Linked DNA regions of Mus musculus: regions 1 and 2 are each linked to region 3. A link is a contact called in public HiChIP or PLAC-seq and capture Hi-C data. All regions are on one chromosome and are shown on one strand. The core of a region is the stretch at or near the end of the contact, and the rest is flanking DNA. Distances in the headings are between cores, read along the strand shown.

Region 1 (2,744 bases), core at 16-2,515, 970 kb before region 3:
AACTGCGTCTACCCAGTGAGTCCCCTTAGAAATCTAGGATTGGCAACTGTTGTCTCCTAAGACTTAGTAAATGATTCCCTCTGGCTCCAAAAGCAGGTACTTCTTCAACGGCAGTGGGAGGGACAGCATAGGGATTGCTTTGTGGCATCTGTTGTGTAGCGCTTTTCGAATGGCACATCTTGACAGGTGCATGAGGGTTCTGGGGGTGTTGCAGCACACCTTGAAGAGAGAGTGGTAAAAATCCCAGTGTTTCTGGAAAGCAAGGTGGGACAGATTAATTTGAGGGCAGATCCTCAGCTTCCCCAGATAAAGACTCACACGGATGCACCTATCCCTCCTTTCCACATAAGAAGAGCTTTCTAGAGTCTCTGATCGTGAACAAAACTGAGCACCAAATGAAAATGGGAGGGCAGAAAGTGGCATGTGATAAGACTGGAAAGAAAAGCAGGGGTACACGTTCACAATCCAGGACATGATATAAACTGCCATGATTGAACTCAAACCAGCTCAAACCAAAATGGCGATTCTAATTCAGCTCAATATTATAGCATGTCCTTTATGTTCCTGGCAATACCCACTGGCAGCGGCTAGCAGGCAAGCAACGTGAAAAAGGTAAAAGAGCTAACAATTAGCAGAATAAGACTATACAAATGAGCCATTGGCCTCTAAGTCCAGGGAACTTTGTACCTGGCACCTCTCATATATTAGACACAGCGGAGCCTTCAGAAGTCAAGAACAGGATGCTCTGTGGGAAGGGCTAGTTCACAGATGGACCAAAGTCTCTAAGTTCACAAGTGAGGGCATGGTTCTACTAAGGGTTTTGCGTGTGGCTCACTGAAGACTCTGAAATAGTGTTTTCTGCTTAGTCATAAGCACCTAGATATAGTTGAAAGTAAACTCACTAGTGATATAAAACACTGTGGCATGCTGGAAAAATTGCTGAGTCAGCAGTCCTGGATAGTATCCCTTAACTCATTTAAATTAGAGGAAAATAAAACTGCCACCTCTATATATTTACTCAAACTTCTCTCAGAGAAATTCCCAAGACTTCCTATATCACATATTTGACAGATATACAAGCATAAAGTTTTACATTCTCAAACTTGCATTTTATAATCCTTTGTTTCATTACATTTGAAAAAAATAATAAACTTTGAAAGCACTCTCAAAACCAATGTGTTAAACAAGAATGCTGAGGGCTTATCCAGACATCTGGCAGCACTCCCTAGTGAAGACCACAGAAAGTGAATCATTTACCTCCAAGTCATCATCAGGAATGGCTCGTCTCCACTTTATGTTCCATCGAATGTGTTCATAGGCATTGACCACAACTTCAATGGCTTTCGGGCAAGAGTGGCAAGCCTGGATCACCTGCAGAGGAAACAGAGATCTTGTCACTTGGTGTGGGCACATGACTCACATCTCTCACAGACATCAAGAATTCCCAACCAAGAGTCACCAGTGAGTCAACCAAAGCCATCTTCCAGGAACAGCACCTGTAGTGGACTGGTGTCATACTCAGTCACTTTCTTTAAGAACGAAAGGTAATATGAGATGTAGTTATATCATTAGCATATTCCATTCCAGACTTCACTGAGCAAACAAAACCATGGTGAGCCAAAGTCATCAACATTTCCCACTGGACATAAAGGGATTTCATTTTAGATTCAGACTAAACTGGGTTATTAATCCACCTGAGCAAAGCTTTTACTAGCCATCAATATTGCGTTTATCTGCTAGAGCAATCAAGTAGCATTTGTTAGGTTACAAAATGTGAAGACAAAGCAGAAATATCCAAAAAGCAAAAACAAACAAACAAACAAACAACACAAACCCCACTGGGTTCTAATTATGATAATGAGAGAAAAAACAAAACCACATGAACTAGGTAAGACAAGTGCTAATAAAGGGTTAGCCCATGTAATTAATTAAGGGTTATATTACATGGTTTTAAAAAATCCCAGCTAAGGGCTGGTGAGATGGCTCAGTGGGTAAGAGCACCCGACTGCTCTTCCGAAGGTCAGGAGTTCAAATCCCAGCAACCACATGGTGGCTCACAACCATCCATAACGAGATCTGACTCCCTCTTCTGGAGTGTCTGAGGACAGCTACAGTGTACTTACATATAATAAATAAATAAATCTTTAAAAAAAAAAAATCCCAGCTACAGCACAATCCTATAATGACAGTATTTAGGAGGCTGAAGCAAGATTGAGGGTCCAAAGCCAGCCTGGGATACACATGTACCCAGTCCCTCAAATACACCAAAGATAAAAGCTTAAAAGTAAAATTTGAAAATAAAAGTAAAGCATAAAAACTGCATCAATCCAAGCCAGGGAGCTGTAGAGATTGGGTCTAGTCAGCACAGATCCTTGTTTGGAGGAGCAGAGATCCCCTCTCCATCTTGGACAATAGAAAGGTCTCTGGCATGTGTGCACCATATCTGAGTATGTGTGCCATGGTGTATCATCTCTCTACTGGTTAGATGAGGTAGAATAAGGGGAAAGGAAGGTCTTAGCTATCAATATAACCTCACATGGGTGCCTCCCACACTGGCTTCTTGTTTACATAGGAAGGTTTGTGTGAGTTCTACAAGTATACCCAAATTGCCAAGGCTTCTTCTCTCCATGTTGACTACACACACACACACACACACACACACACACACACACACACACACACAAAACCCTTCATGAAAACTCTCCCACCTTTTTTGAGGTGAAGTGAATAAAGAATGAACCAGA
Region 2 (3,031 bases), core at 320-2,819, 650 kb before region 3:
TTTAAAGTCAAAAAACAGTTTTCAGATAAAAAGGGCTTGGTTTTTTACAGCATCTTTAATGAATGCTTTATAGCAGTTGTTTAGGTACCAGCCCTGCTAGCTTTAAACTTAAAATTCACGGTGCGCCGCGGACACCATGAATGATGCTGAAATAAGCTTTGACTAGAGAGCTCCAGAGCGTATTAGTCAGGAATGCCACTTAACCAAAGTAGCCAGCTAACTCATCTCCACTTAACCAGCTAACTCATCTCCATTTAACCAGCTAACTCATCTCCATTTAACCAGCTAACTCATCTCCATTTAAAACACATGGAAAACCCAAAGCATGTATTCACTGTGAATCAGAAAACAGATCACTCGACGTAGGCAATAATTATTTTGTAATTTTAAAAAGACTATGGAAACAATACAGCATCGTTTGAAAGCAACTGAAGATATTTTTAAGTCTCTGAAAACATACATTTGATAGAAATGAACAACAATAGCTAGAACTGTATCTTGTACAAGAATTTTACAGTTTCCTTTGATGTCTCACTATTTCATAGAGATTAAAAATATTTTCTTTTATTAATATTTTTCTCTTCAACAAATTTAAATAATGTGAAGTGAGTATATCTCAAGATTTCCAGTAGCAGCTGAATCTAAATTAATTACACAATGCATAGAATGAGCTTATAACTTTACTTCTTAGACATGGGAAGTTTTTCCTAAAAAGAAATTAATGTTCCACATTAAAACAATACATTGCTTCCAGTAAATTAGCTGAAATTATTATAAGGTAAATGACAGAAAGGAGATTTGCTATACCAGCTTATATTTTAGAAATTAATACACAGATGCTTGAGCCATTAAAAATATTATTTTTAATGAAATTTCAGAGAGACTAAACAGTTTAAATCTACTTAAAACACCAAGTGCCCTGTGGCCTTCTCTGGTTATGTGCGGTTATGCTCAGTCTCAAGACAGGTCCATCGATGTACTTAATGTTGGAAATGACCATCTCATGGAAATATGCTCTCAAGTGCACGGGAGCAAATCCATTACTCCCAGAGTATCTGAAGTTTAAAGAGTACAATTCAAACACCACGGAGCGGTGCTTACCTTGGTCTTCAATTTTTGAATCTCTGCTTCTGTAACTGCATGTTTGATTTGCAACTGAAAATTGAAAAGAAAAACATCTCAACTAAGAGTGTTTCTATATTTTTAAAGACTCAGCAGCGAGAAGAATATCTTATGACACAATTAAAAAAATGCTCAGGACCCTGCTGCATTGCAGCAGGTTGTAATTACAAATGTCTAGCATGTAAAATGACTCAGTGGGTGCAAACTAATTAAACATAGGGTTTATGACTCACGGTCCCTAATATCCGATTAAGTTACCAGTTTAATTGCTAAGGGGCCAAAGAAAAGAAAACTCATTTCTTGGCCTCTGCTGCTCTGCCTTTACGATCTGAGCGTCCAGGAGCTGTTTCCTTCCTGAGGCTCGCCCACAGAATGGCTTGAGCCAGCCAGTCAACAGGCCTCGCACAGTGTGAAGAGTCATTCCCACATCGTGCAGAAAGGTGGCGCTGTGGCTCTGTGAGTCGCTCTCACATTCCGCAGAGCAGCTCTGCAGCAGAGGAAGGAGTGGGACGCAGTGGCACAGAAATCTCCGGTTTGTTTTCCGTTTGTGTTCCTTTTTAACCGCAGGAAAGGTACAGATTCAAAATTCTGCCTTCCAAAAGATCTACCTGTATAAAGACTCCAAGCCCCAAAGCATTTTCTTTACAACACAATAGTGGTCTTTGCCATTTGTTTGCTTTACTCCCCCGCCCCCACTCCCTCCCCGACCACGACTGTTTTCCTTCTAGGGGTCATTCATTTCTTTAAGGGCTAAACACCCTTGAATTTAGGGAAAACAGTTTACAGGTTCACAATTTGTTCTCTGGATGTTTTTGATGGGAAGGATGTTTTTGAAATTCCCAATTCTCCCGGTTTTATAGGTCCAAACAGCCCAGTGGAGGGTCTGGGGAGGGAGACACTTTGCAGCCAAGCCCATGAACATTTTCTGCTCTGCAGCTGAGCACAGCCACTAAGTGATGCAGGTGGCACTGTTTCTTTTGGTTATGCTGAATCCTAAATTGGTTTGCCACAAAGTTACTGAAGACCACATCCCACCATCTCACCCCCCCCCCTTTTTTTTTTGTCCAAAGTACTTCGGAGTTAGGACTGTACCGAATCTGGGTTTCTTGGTTTTATGCCACAATCTTAGTGGTCCGTCTCACTCAGATGCCATTAGCAGATACCCAAAGTGTGAGTGTGCCAGGCAAGGAAACTACACCAAGCTTTCTCAGTGAAAAATACTGGCAGAGGTCTTTTGTGCTCACCAGAAATCCTGATCCCTTAGTGAGTACAGCGATGTGGGGAAACTGAGGCTCAGAGCAAATGATCAACCTAACTGTACAAAAAAAACCAACACTAGAACTGGATTAGATCTTGGATATCTAGGTTCTGATCTTGTGCCATTTCTCTAAAAAATTAAAGATGAACTTTATAAGCATCTACTGAGGGGCTCTAGGCAAGATGCTGTAAAGATAACACCCCCCCACACACCTCTCTCAAATAAACAGCCATGATAACCTGCCACTCAAGAATAAAGCCACAAAAGAATATTCTTTAATATACAACATGGAAATGTATATACAACCACAAGGAATTATTTTCCAGAGGTATTATATTCTTAGAGAATAAAGCAAATTCATATGCCTGGATGATTTTTTTCCCATCCATTACTAACAAAAATATCTACTCTGTTGTTTAAACTAATCTGAGTGTGGGCTCTGTTTATAGCTTTCAGTAAGAACGCGCGCGCGCACACACACACACACACACACACACACACACACACGCACACGCACACGCACACGACTAACTGTAACTGAATCAAAATGTCTACGTGTGACTACCAGAAAGGGGCAGGCAGAAGCCTCGTCAGCATCACCTGCAGCACTCCACTTAGCCTGTGCAGGCGTGGAAAATATTTTGGAAGTGA
Region 3 (3,118 bases), core at 478-2,977:
CTAGTTTGTAACGGTAGCAACAGGCTAATTTTTAACAAATTTTCAAAAGATGAATACATTTTTAGATGTCTGGGGTAATTTTTACTAGAGGGATATGAAGACCCACCGAAGTTCTTTGCTGTCTGTCCTACAAATGAAAATATGCGATCTATTTTTATACTGAGAATTATAGATGCTCAGAATCGCAAATGGTCTATTAATTCATCAAATACAATGTCTTTCTTTTTCACCTTGCTTGATCCATCCCCAAAAGCTTTTCTTTCTCCCACATGTATTCATGGAAAACCAACCTAATGTGTGCTATTACTACTAGAAGTTGTGGAGGGGGGAGGGCGGGGGACGGATGGTGATCTCAGAGAACCCTTAAGAAGTGATGACTTCAGCTTTTAAAGAGTATGCTGGCCTGGTGTGGTGGTGCATGCCTTTAATCCCAGCACTCTCGGATTTCTGAGTTCGAGGCCAGCTTTGGTCTGCAAAGTGAATTCCAGGACCGCAGGGCTATACAGAGAAACCCTGTTTCCAAAGAACCAAAAAAGAAAGAAAAAAAAAAAAAAAGGCGTATGCTCGGAACAAAACTAAGATTCTAAGACGGAAACTAAGATTCTAAGAAGGATATGAAATCTCAGCTCATGATTTTTTTTTCCCCAGATCTGAGGATCAAACCCAAGGCCTTGTGCTTGCTAGGCAAGTGCTGTACACTGAGTTAAATCCTCAACCCCAGCTCATGATTTATAATAGGCTCTCTTATTCAGCGTGCATGAATGGCATCTATGAAACCCTACATTCAAGCCCCAGAAGCCTGCGAGGAAACACAGAAAAAGAGAGGTCTGTGTTAATAAAAATATTAAAACCATCTTTTGTAATATTATTCTTCATATTTTTATTGTTCTCTGCTTTTATGCAAAGAGAGAGATGATTTAACTTTAGGCCATTCAGTTTGTAAGAATTTGACAGTAAATAACTTTCGCATTGTGATGGAGGAGAGGAAGGGATACGAGAAAACTTTTAAAATATTTAAAACTTTTAACACTATTATTTGCAACCATTCTGCTGTAGCTTAATTTTGGGTAGTCTCTTCACTTCAGACATTACAGTACATCCAAGTAAAAGTAACCTTTGGCTTCTACAGGAGAAGGGTGTGGGCTCCCCGGGTGAGCAGTTTTTCCTCTGGGCCTCCTGTGGAATGGTTTGTGGAGACTGCAAAAAGCAGAGGCAGGCTTTTGGCTCCGCCCTCCCCTCCCCCACTCCTTCCAACTCATCACATTCTTATATAATCCAGCAAAAATCTGCTTTTGGTTAGAATGCAGTGGAAGGAAGGCAAAGGAAACCTTTTTTTCCTTCCCCCTTTCGTTAAATGTTCCAAGTTTGTAGGAGAGGTCTGTCAAAGCAACTAACCAAATGGAAGCAGCTGGAAGTCATTAGGGGGACTTGCCATGGACCACGATTAAAGCTTAAAGCGGGGTGGAATTTGCACTCTCTCCCTTTCTCTTTTTATAGTACCCTTAGCAAGTTAGTGTTCCTTTTGAAATCCGAATTAGTCATGTGACTATAAAGGTTGGAAAAGTATTTTACTCCTCTACATCCTGGAGACCACTCCACTGATTTCTGAGGCCATTACTGCAAATGAATAAATGAACACATTTGGAACTAACTGGTGCTCCACCGCGGCGTGCCTCCTATTTCATGATTATCCTCGCATCTTCCTGGTCTTGGTCTGGTTTGAAATGATAACCACTGAGTCACATTAAGAACACTTTGTGGTTACTTTCCTAGTCCGACATAATAACGGCCGCCTGGTTTTTAAGAGCCCAATTTTTCTCTCTTCTTTAACCGTTGCATCACTTTTCAGGATAACAGTTTCAAATGAGGTCCTCTAAGTTCCAAGTTTGTGTTGTTTCATCTTCCTGTGGGTTTAGGCTCCAGGCATACTGAGACCTCTGCCACTAAACCTGCCGGGTAGGGGCTAAAGCCACAACTCCTTGGAAGGAGGGCTAGGACTACTCCTGTGGGTGTGGAGAGCCCAGGCCAGCCTCCGGAAAGAGGCTGAGTCTGTGGAAAAGGAAACAATGATGGCTTGCAAGCAAATGCTTCCTTCATGGAGGATCTTGCTGCGAGGAGAGGAGAGGAGAGGAGAGGATGTGAAGTAAGGGAGAGCAGGTTTTTCTGGCATGTGTTTATTTCCAGCATACCATCTGAAAACAAACTCCCCAGTTACTGTGCAGCAATAGGAGAGGTTGTGGTGGAAAGGGGGCAGGGAGTGCAGAGCCACATATCAAGTTCTGAACTCCTAGCAAAATGAATTTGCACTGTTGTTTGACTGCCTGAGTCAGAGTTAGGGCTTCCGGAGATCAGTAGGGGCTGGAAGCACTTCTTAATCTTTCTTAGGATTTCTGTAGAGAACTACATAGAAAGCAAACAATGAAATGCATTTCCCCCCTCATACTTCCTTGGAGAACCTGTTTAAAGACTGGGAAGATTCTGGAATCTGGATGTTGTAAACCATCCTTGCTGTAATAACCAAGTGAAGTCCTTGTCGGAGGTCAAAAGGTCCTCTCCTGACTCCCACTGCCCTCCCACCCACTCTGTGAGACAAATTCTTTTCTGTCCCTGGATGAATTCCTGAAACAACACAATAGCTCTTTTGGTTGACCTCAGATAATGAGACATCTTGTGTCCTTCGAGCTTGGGTGGGTGGGGTATTTTGGTCATTAGAGGCTGGACTTTCCTGTGCTAGTCTCCATGGTAATTGAAGTTGAGGCTTCTCACTGTCCCTTACCCAGGTCTGTTGAAGAGAGTGGCTTGAAGGATTTGAAAGCAAGGGCAGGGAATGTTATCCGCAATCCCCTGCCTCCTGCCTCCTGCCTCTTCTCAACCCCTATTTCTTCTAGGCCAGATAACTGCAGCAGGAAGGGGCATGGGGGGAGGGGTTGGTTGCTGGAGGATTCATAGGAAAGTAGAGGCTTTAGTCCACCCCTGCTGGAATTGTGTGTAGTTGTTCTCTCAGTGTCTGGTAGATCGTTAGCACGGATGCTTCCCCCCACCCCACCCCCACTCCCCTGGCAAATTGTAATGCTTTGTTTGAAAGCTTCCCAACCTCCAAATCCCAAATCCCTGGGGA

The links. HiChIP or PLAC-seq counts read pairs in DNA pulled down with a chosen protein or histone mark. Capture Hi-C pulls out chosen DNA fragments and counts their contacts.
Region 1: a contact with region 3 is called in an H3K27ac HiChIP or PLAC-seq map of the NIH/3T3 cell line, with 5 times the contacts expected there. The contact joins two enhancer-like sites. A contact is called at or near these places in 1 of 484 Hi-C or Micro-C datasets (bone marrow-derived macrophages) and 1 of 115 datasets of contacts at active chromatin or transcription factors (the NIH/3T3 cell line).
Region 2: a capture Hi-C map of embryonic tail shows a contact between it and region 3, with 4 times the contacts expected there. The contact joins two enhancer-like sites. A contact is called at or near these places in 1 of 115 datasets of contacts at active chromatin or transcription factors (the NIH/3T3 cell line) and 1 of 9 other capture datasets (embryonic tail).

What each region holds. Positions count from the first base shown.
Region 1 is chr6:5,428,367-5,431,110 of GRCm38.p6, reverse strand. Asb4 (ankyrin repeat and SOCS box-containing 4) reads right to left here. Exons shown (of 5, transcript NM_001355662.1): 4 at 1,258-1,371; 5 at 1-252. The coding sequence ends at 64. Among named protein-coding and RNA genes, the nearest start is that of Asb4, 39 kb to the right of the region's middle. Within about 2 kb of position 1,265, at least 16 of the 459 cell types and tissues checked have an H3K27ac peak or open chromatin away from gene starts, as enhancers often do. A contact at or near this core is called in the NIH/3T3 cell line, where this site is marked.
Region 2 is chr6:5,109,124-5,112,154 of GRCm38.p6, reverse strand. It overlaps Ppp1r9a (protein phosphatase 1, regulatory subunit 9A), which reads right to left. Exons shown (of 16, transcript NM_001363809.1): 8 at 1,102-1,155. Among named protein-coding and RNA genes, the nearest start is that of Gm46949, 43 kb to the left of the region's middle. Within about 2 kb of position 1,569, at least 212 of the 459 cell types and tissues checked have an H3K27ac peak or open chromatin away from gene starts, as enhancers often do. A contact at or near this core is called in embryonic tail, where this site is marked.
Region 3 is chr6:4,455,975-4,459,092 of GRCm38.p6, reverse strand. The region is part of intron 1 of Gm46948 (a long non-coding RNA gene); the gene reads left to right. Among named protein-coding and RNA genes, the nearest start is that of Gm46948, 7.7 kb to the left of the region's middle. Within about 2 kb of position 1,727, at least 113 of the 459 cell types and tissues checked have an H3K27ac peak or open chromatin away from gene starts, as enhancers often do. A contact at or near this core is called in the NIH/3T3 cell line and embryonic tail, where this site is marked.